Regions from separate parts of the Sus scrofa genome. Here all the other regions are linked to region 1. A link is a contact called in public HiChIP or PLAC-seq data. All regions are on one chromosome and are shown on one strand. Each heading gives the region's core, a stretch centred on a gene start, on an enhancer-like site or on the middle of the called end of the contact. The rest is flanking DNA. Distances are from core to core; before and after follow the strand shown.

Region 1 (2,793 bases), core at 160-2,659:
GAGCCACAGCAGCAGCAACACCAGATCCTTAACCTGCTAAGCCACCAGGAAACTACAGAATAGAGCAGTATTTATAGAAGCGTCAACTTAGGGGACTTTGTGCCCTTAGCCATGGAATACCTCATCCAGCTCTCCAAAGCTCTTCTCTGTAGGTGCTAAGCTGGAAGAAATTTCTTCTGGAGCTCAAGCCAGAGGCTCATAGCTCTGGCTGTGTTGTTAATGGCAGTATACTGAGTAAGAGATGTATGGGAGATGGGAACGTGGAGTCCAGGATTAAGAGACATGGGCTCCTTGGAGACCTCTGGAGAAGGGATCAGTGAACTGACCATGGACAGTGTCTCGTACCAGGATGTACAAACAGCAGATTTGACTCCCTCCACCCTTCTTTCCTTTGTGGGAGTCATGTACAACTTGGAAAGCAGATCAAGGACATCCTGGCTCCCAGCTGATGGCTCCACCTGCAGCCTAGTGGCCTGGAGGCCACCTGTTCCCCAGCCAGCAGGCAGAGGTCCCCAAGTTCACAGAGCTAACTCCCCTTCCCCTGGATTTCTGCTCTCTTGTGGAATCCCCTTTCCAGACCTCTTCCTTCATAGGCAGCTCTTTTCAGGCCTCCCTTAAGATTGAAATCCAAGTTTGGCGGGGAGCAAAAAAGTGAAAGCTCACATCTAACAGCAGCAGGGACCAGCTGCTGGGTCAACTTTCCTGAAAACATGGCTTCCTGGGGAGTGCCTGGAGCATCTCAGAATCCGCCACCTGACATCCTGCCAATTTTTCTAATTGTCTTTTTAAAAATGATAACATGAAAATAAGATGTTTTGATTTGAAAGAAAGAGAGAAGAAACTAACTATTAAGGTTCTCTGTGGCCAGAGAAGTTAGAGGGAAAATTTTAGGAACACCCTGAAAGCTTTTTAATTATATTTACTGGGCCACTCTGCCAGGGGAAAGATGATAAGTCTTTTGCGCCTAATGCACAATTCAGAGTCCTGTGTGCCTAATAGGGTGACACAAATGTCTGTGTTTCTTTTTGCTCTGACCAAAAGCCTTAGGGAGGGGCCACCCCAGGGGACGGTCTGGGAGGGGGATGGCCATGCCAGTTTGTTCAGTTCTCCCCCCACCAAACTCGTTCCCAGCCAGGGCCAAGCCAGTGGGGGCCTGAAAGGCTGTGGGCTACAGCCCAGCAGCCGAGGGGTCCTGGGGGGGGGGGGGAGGTGCGGGGCACTGAGACGGTTCAGTCCTCCCAACTTGGAGAGATACCGAGCCGAGCTTTCCTAGCGTGGGCTCAGCCTGAATCACTCCCTGTGATGCTTTTGCCAAATGAAACTGTAGGGGGAGGTGGAGGGGAGGTTGTCCAGCGACTCCCTCTCCTCCCCCCGCTGCTCTCTTGCCCTCCCTGGCTGGGGAAGCACTGGGCCGAGGTCAGCTGGCTGCCTTTGTGGCTGCTTCCCAGGAAGGAAGAAGCGTTGTCTGCAGATCAGTTTATCAGCTGGCTTTCCTGTGCCGGAGCGCCGCCGTTTTCCGGGGACGGCTGCCACCCCCGTGATTCCCAGCCAGGGCTGCTGGTGGTGCGTGAGAGCCGGATAAAAAGGCCATTGTGAGGCCGCTCAGAATCCAGGTTCCTTATCAAATTATCCACCAGCGAGAAAGACATTCTGCCCTTGCTGCCTATCATCTCAGCTTTTCTCTTCTCTCTCTGCAATTACAGCCATTTCGGTTTTTGCTGTTATTTTGGTTTGGGGCTCCCCACCCCCAGCCAGTTTTTAAGGGACTATCCGGAAATTAATTTACTTGTACATACTATGTGAAGCCAGGACTCCGGGCATGGCTTCTAACAGGGTTTTCACCGGAGTTTTGGTTTACAGCCTTGTATTTAGCGTCCATGGCTTTAGTATATGATGTTTCCACTTGCTCAAGCCGCACACAGGCACATCATTCAACAGCAGCTGCAAGTCCTAGGGAGGCAATTCTGTAGGGCTTTAGATCCTGTGGGGGTTTTCTTATTGTTGATTTGGGGTTTTGTGGATCCTGTGTGTGTGTGTGTGTGTGTTGGGGGTGGGTATTTTTAGGTGATTTTCAACTGCTTTATGGACTGAGGACTTGAAGGAGAAAAAAACATGAGTGGAAACTGATTACCTGTTGGAGGCTGTGAGGAAGTGGGGAAGTTCTAGGGAAGGCTAACGCTGAGATGTTGATAGCATCTGTTTTCTGTTTTAATCCGCAGCAGCCCACCTGACAACCGAAGGTTTGGTGATCCTTGGTACTAGACTTGATTTTAAGGGCCTATGACCTGTGTGGTTGCACTGGGTCCCTTGCTCAGAGGGCACCCATGCTTAGTTTAATATTCTGCCATCATAATCTTGAAAAACTTAATCATTTTTGAAAAGGACTGTGCATTTTCTTTTCGCACTGGGATTTGCAAATTATGTAGCGGGTCCTGTAAGTAGGAGCTCAAGTTCATTTGAATAAGTGTTTGAATATGTTCCCATTTGAGATAAAATGCTGAAGGTGATTCCCTTGGTTTTCAAAATATCTGCTACTGCCATTCTGACGGATTAGAGGATGTTCTACAAACTAACTGGGTCACCTGGCATAGTGGCAACTGCAGTGAGTGGAGCAAGAAAATGCATCCAGGCAAGACTTGCTTCATTTTCTGCCTGCTCACAGTTCTTATTTTAGGAAGCTTAGTATGTACACTCCTGAAAGACCTATCAATTCCATAATGAGATGCTCATTTGTACCGTTATCACCTCTCTTTCTTTTCATCCACTCTGAAATGACTGGCTTCCACATCTGCT
Region 2 (2,700 bases), core at 69-2,568, 300 kb before region 1:
GGGAACTCTTACAGCCAACCTCCTGACACATTTGATGTGCATAAGGTGGATAGTTACATCTGATATGTTCCTATAAATGGATAGTATTGTTTTAACTCATGTCTTTTTTATAACAGCCTTAGGGAGATAGAGTTAACATACCATACAGTTCACCCATTTAAAGTGGACAATTCTTTGGTTTTTAGTACACTGAGTTGGGCAACCATCACCACAATAAATTTTACTATATGTATACACACACATATACATACATATATAATATATATTTTATATATATATATAGCTTTTTTGGGCCACACTTGTGGCATATGGCATATGGAAGTTCAGAACTGAATGGGAGCTGTAGCTGCCAGCCTATGCCACAGGCAGTGGGTTCCAAAAGCCATGTCTGAGACCTACACTGCAGCTCACGGCGACGCTGGATCCTTAACCCACTGAGTGAGGCCAGGTATCAAACCTGCGTCCTCATGAATAATAGGTTTGTTACTGCTGAGCAATGATGGGAACTCCAATTTTACCATATTTTTATCTTACACCAAACTCTGTACCCATGGAAGAGTCACTGCCCATCTTCCCTCTGCCCAGCCCTTGGTAACCACAAGTCTGCTTTCTGTTTCTATGGATTTGCCTCTTCTGGACATTTTACATAAGTGGAATCATAAAGTGTGTGGCCTTGTGTGTCCCACTTCTTTCACTTGCCATAATGAAATTTATCTACGTTGCAGCACAAATCAGTACGTACTTCATTCCTTTTTATGGCTATATAATATTTCTTTCTTTCCCTTTTTTTTTTTTTTTTTTTTTTTTTTTGGCTTTTAAGGGCCACACTTGCAACACATGAAAGTTCCCAGGCAAGAGGTTGAATAGGAGCTGTAGCTGCCGGCTTGCACTGCAGCCACAGCAATGCAGGATCTGAGCCTTGTCTGTGACCTACACCACAGCTCAGAGCAATACTGGATCCTTAACCCACTGAGTGAGGCCAGGGATCAAACCCTCCTCCTCATGGGTACTAGTCGGGTTTGTAATCCACTGAGCCACAATGGGAACTCCTTGGGTTATCATTTTATTGTGGAGTTGTAAGAAATTCTTTCTGGGTTTAATTTCCTTTTCACTGAGGTACAATCGTTAGTGACTCCTTCAGCCAGGGTCTTTTGGATGGTAGATTGTCCTTCCTTATTTGGAAATGTCTTTTTTTTTTTCCCCACTTGCCTTTTCACTCTTTGTCTTCTGGTGACAGTCTGCTACCCCGGGCTGTGGAACCATCCCTGCGGGGAGGTTTCATTTTTACTTCCGCTGATCCCGGGAGTTTCCGGTGTTTCACTTTGGGATCTCCACATCCTGTAGTGGTGTTAAATCAGAATCCACATTCCACTGGGGACTGAAATCTACTAGAGAATCTCTTTTTTTCTGCTCAGAGACTGAGGAAGAGACCAGCTTCCTTGGGCAGAGAGCAAAGTTTTTCTAATTCTCCTTTCACTCGGTGTGTGTGTGCGCTTTATGAAGGAGTCTTCGTTTTAGATTCCTTCCTCATTGGGTCCAGGCTACATCTCTGTCCCCGTGTGGCAATAACCCCCAGCCCCTGGGACAGCATCCCCTTTGCTCACTGTTCTTCTGCTTGTGGGTTCCCACATCCCGTTTTACGTCTTGAGATTTGCTGTTCTTTCTTTGGAGCTTAGTTTTGAGTTATGCATTTCTAAGTGTTATAATATGAGAGATTCCCCAGGATAGCAGTCCTCCTTGTTCTTAGAACCAATTTTTTTTTTTTTTGCTTTTTAGGGCTGCACCCAGGGCATATGGCGGTTCCCAGGCTAGGGGTAAGCCAGGGATGGAAGCTGCAACCTCATGGTTACTAGTCAGATTCATTTCCACTGCACCACAACGGGAAATCCAGAACCAGTTTAAATTGCTTTTTTATTGTTAAAAAAAACCTTTGTACCACACAAGCCCTATGAACTTATGTAACTTAATTATAAAAGTTCTTTAAAATTAGGAATGTCTGATTAAGAATAATTGTTATTGCACTTTACAGAGAGAGCAGGGGTTCTAACATTTTAAACATATATCAGATTTATCCGAGGACTGGTTAAAATCTTAAATTCCCAGACCCCACCCCCAGAGTTTTGGATTCAGTGGGTCTTGGGCAGGATCTGAGAATTTCTCAAATAGGTTCTCAGGTGAGGCTGGGCTGCTGACCTTGGATTCATACTAGCCATATAGGCATCACCTGGGACAACTCTTGAGAACCACTTATGTAGAGACACCAATATATTTTCTTAACATTCTTTGGCATTAATGCTTTGAGAAAACTTAATTTTCAACCTATTTTATAGATGAGGGATTTAGTGAGGAAATCAATTAGGTGATTTTCCAAGGTTTGTGCTGATAAACCAGAACTAGAGATCTCTGGGATTTTTTTTTTTTACTTGATATTTGTTGCAACAACTTTTAACTAAGACTAAATCATAAGACTTAAAGCATACTTAACAGACCTGTCCTCTTTTTTACTTAAAAATTTTATCTTTCTATTATTTATTCTATAAATGAAAGTTGGCTGGTCTTGATTACATCAACAAATAAAATGCATAAAATGAATCCCAGAGTCAAATGTAAACATTATTAGAAAACAAATTAAAGTACTACTTTAATTAAATAGATAGGGATAATAAGCAGAGAAAGCTTACGGTATACTTACGGTCAAAG
Region 3 (2,951 bases), core at 359-2,858, 330 kb before region 1:
ACACATACCATAATCCATAAACGGCACAGGTACAGGACTATCAGAGCAGGAGCCCACCGCACTGCGTCCACTGGAATCCGGCAGCCGGCGGGCGACCTGCGCAGCTGCACGGAGCAGGAAGCACCGCACCCGCGCCGTGGTCTCCAACCACGCCGGAGAGGCTGCGGGGAGCAGTCACCACCGCTTTGAAACTGAATGGCTGACACATCCGGTTCTGGCTCTTACACCCCTCCGCCAAATGCAAACTTCAAAGGCCGAATTCAAACTCCAAACAGAAGTCACTTAAGTCTTAGCAGTGCAGTCCGCATTCCCAAAGACACTAAGGAGCCCCTTGGGGGACTAAATTTGAAAACTTCACGTCCTAAAAGACCGCAAGCCCCCGCGAGTTTGCAGCCGGTAGGTCTGCACCGCTTTGACAGGCGTTACAGAGCCGTCCACCACGGAGTCTCTGCGGCCGCGCTCCGGGCGCGCCGCCTTCGTCCCCGCCCGGTCCCGGTACCTGAGCAGGGGCTCCGCCTGTCACGGCTGCGGTGACGCCCGCCGCTTTCTCCGCCGCCCTCTGCCCCCCCTTCCCGGCCTCAGGCAAGGCTCCCCATCTACGCCGCCCCTTTTTTGACCACCACCCGCCCTTGGGCTCGGGCCTCACCCGCAGCGCTCCCCCCGCCCCGTGGACTCCGGTCCCGGGTCGCCGCCGCCGTACTGCTGCCCGCCGGGAGGACAGCGCCAGGGTCCCGCGCCGGGGCTCCTCTGAGAGTCCCTATTCCGGGAGCCCCACAAAGCCATCCTGGGCCCCCCGCACCTTATCTCAAGCGGTCCCCGCAGCAGGGCTCGCACGACTGTCACATGTCTGCAAACAATAACAAACTCTCCGGCAGGTCCCCGCCCCGGGCCCCCAACCGGTCCCCCAGGCCAGGTCTGAGACGCCACCCGATGCTGTAGGGGTCAAAGTGGGTGCCCGAGGGCTCGGGTCCCGGCGAGCGGCGCGCAGCCGAGCTGCTCGGAGCCCCGCGGCGCCGTTCGCGGTGCCCAGGGTTCATTCATTGCCCTCGACCGACCGCCTCCCTAGTCCCCGCCACGCTCCCGGCCCCGCAGCTCACCCGACAGGGGCCGCAGTAGAAGGTGGCTCTGCGGCGGGCATCCGCTTCTCCCCGGGCTCGGCCCCCGCGGTGCTCGGGGCGCCGCTGTCTGGGGCGGCCGCCGGCTCTGCAGGATGGGCGCCGCCTCGGCTCCCGGCTCCGTGGGGCGGTGGTACCGCCACAGGCTGGAAACTACTCCCACTCGCAGGAGCGTCCGCCGGCTCTGGCGACGGGGAAGTGGAGGAGGACGGCGGAGAGGCGGCGAGGAAAAGCGGCGGCTCCGGCAGCTGGTCCAGCTCCACACTCCGCACTTTGCGCAGTTGCCGCCGCCTCCAGTCTGCCCGCTCGCGGCCCCCGCTGCCCGCCTCCCGCAGCAGCCCCGCGGCTGCCGCGGGCGCGCTGCCGGCCTTGAGGGCCCCTCCGCCGCCGCCCGCTTCGGGGCTCGCCGCCCCGGCGCCCGGGAATCCCGAGGACGAGGCGCGATTCCCCGCCGCCGCCGCCATTTTCTCTCGCGGGCTACATTCGCTCGGCCCCTGCGAGGGAGGGAGGGGGCGGGGAGAGTGCAGGGGGCGGGCGGACCGGTTGGCGCTGCGCCTCCAGCGTAGGGCAGCCTGCGCCAACTGCGTGAGCACGGCCCTTCGGGCGCCTGGCCTGCACCCACAGGCGGGCGCGCGGGGTTTGGCGCGGCGGGTGGGACGACGGGGTGCAGGTGGAGGGCGCTGACTGTGCGCTCCGCGCGCGGGCTAGCGAGGTGGGCTTGGAGGTGGCTGCGTCGGGGGCGCGCTGTGGTTTGCGCGCCTCACCCGCTGCGCCTCCAGGTAGTCCCGGGCTGCACCGGAGAGAGGAGGAGCCTCGGCGGCGGAACGCCGTTTCCTCTCTGCAGCAGTCTCGGCCCGTGCTCGCCCATCGAATGTTGCAGTTCGAACTTCGTTGTGTGGTGCGTTGCAGGGGAAGCATGCAGGAGGCTTTGCAATCTGTCATTCGCACTGTCCGTTACAGTGGGAGTTGGAGAACTCCGGCGCGTACCAACCCCACCCCCGCCCCCCTTCGCGCAGGTGGCACCCAGGGCAGTCGGCCACTGCAAAGTGAAAGAAAGCCAACGTTCAGTAGACGTGGTGCCGCGGACCAGAAAAATCTTTTTTTTTTTTTTAAGCTTTCCTCATGTTTTGCCTCCCTCCCCCCAACTCGTGCTAAGAATAAAACAAAAGTTTCCTGGAATAGCTTGTTCATAACCTGAAATCACCGATTTAGTAAACCCTTCTTATGCCCTACCCCTGCCCGGGGCTAGAGAGAGGCAGAGAGCGGCGAGAGGGAGCAAGGGGAATCTCTATAGATCTTGATTTTCCTCGACTGTCTTTGGGAAAGGCAGCGATACATATACATTGGACCACTTAAAACACGTTTGGGGAAGGAACCAGGAAGTGCTCGATAATTGTCCTCCGCCAGGTTCTGGCCCTCCCCGAATCCTATGCCTCTAGCTGCACGTCTCTCTTCCCGGCAGGGTCTGGCCACCGTCCGGGTTCCCTCCGCCCCCACCCCTGCAGTGCCGGAGCTGCCTAACTTGGCGTTCCGAACCCTTCCAGTCCCCCGGGGCGTCTGGAGATAAGGTGCTTTGGAATGGAAAAGGCACCATTTACATGTTAATGATTTTCGAGCTTCGGGCTTCTGCGTCGCGTTTTTTCCTCCAGCAGGTTTGTCTATGATGGGAAAAGTGCCACAACCCGGGGACCCGAGTCCCTAGATTTATTTTGTGAAGGTGGAATTAAGGGAGGCGGGGAAAGAGAGGGACGTTCTTCAGGAACCGAAAGGAGAGCGCTGTCTTGTCTGTATTTATGTATTTAGGCAGAAGTCTAAACTGTCTACAAAATCATTGCT

What was found. HiChIP or PLAC-seq counts read pairs in DNA pulled down with a chosen protein or histone mark.
Region 2: a contact with region 1 is called in an H3K27ac HiChIP or PLAC-seq map of alveolar macrophages. The contact joins two enhancer-like sites. A contact is called at or near these places in 1 of 47 Hi-C or Micro-C datasets (embryonic fibroblasts) and 1 of 2 datasets of contacts at active chromatin or transcription factors (alveolar macrophages).
Region 3: an H3K27ac HiChIP or PLAC-seq map of alveolar macrophages shows a contact between it and region 1. The contact joins the promoter of MAP3K1 here to the enhancer-like site in region 1. A contact is called at or near these places in 1 of 5 promoter capture datasets (liver), 5 of 47 Hi-C or Micro-C datasets (alveolar macrophages, embryonic fibroblasts, fetal skeletal muscle and 1 more) and 1 of 2 datasets of contacts at active chromatin or transcription factors (alveolar macrophages).

The regions. Positions count from the first base shown.
Region 1 is chr16:35,540,552-35,543,344 of Sscrofa11.1, reverse strand. All of the region lies in intron 2 of ANKRD55 (ankyrin repeat domain-containing protein 55), which reads left to right. Among named protein-coding and RNA genes, the nearest start is that of ANKRD55, 120 kb to the left of the region's middle. Within about 2 kb of position 1,409, at least 41 of the 83 cell types and tissues checked have an H3K27ac peak or open chromatin away from gene starts, as enhancers often do. A contact at or near this core is called in alveolar macrophages and liver, where this site is marked.
Region 2 is chr16:35,841,944-35,844,643 of Sscrofa11.1, reverse strand. No RefSeq gene overlaps it. Among named protein-coding and RNA genes, the nearest start is that of MAP3K1, 29 kb to the left of the region's middle. Within about 2 kb of position 1,318, at least 5 of the 83 cell types and tissues checked have an H3K27ac peak or open chromatin away from gene starts, as enhancers often do. A contact at or near this core is called in alveolar macrophages, where this site is marked.
Region 3 is chr16:35,870,958-35,873,908 of Sscrofa11.1, reverse strand. MAP3K1 (mitogen-activated protein kinase kinase kinase 1) reads right to left here and starts at 1,608. Exons shown (of 20, transcript XM_003133973.5): 1 at 1,098-1,608. The coding sequence starts at 1,579.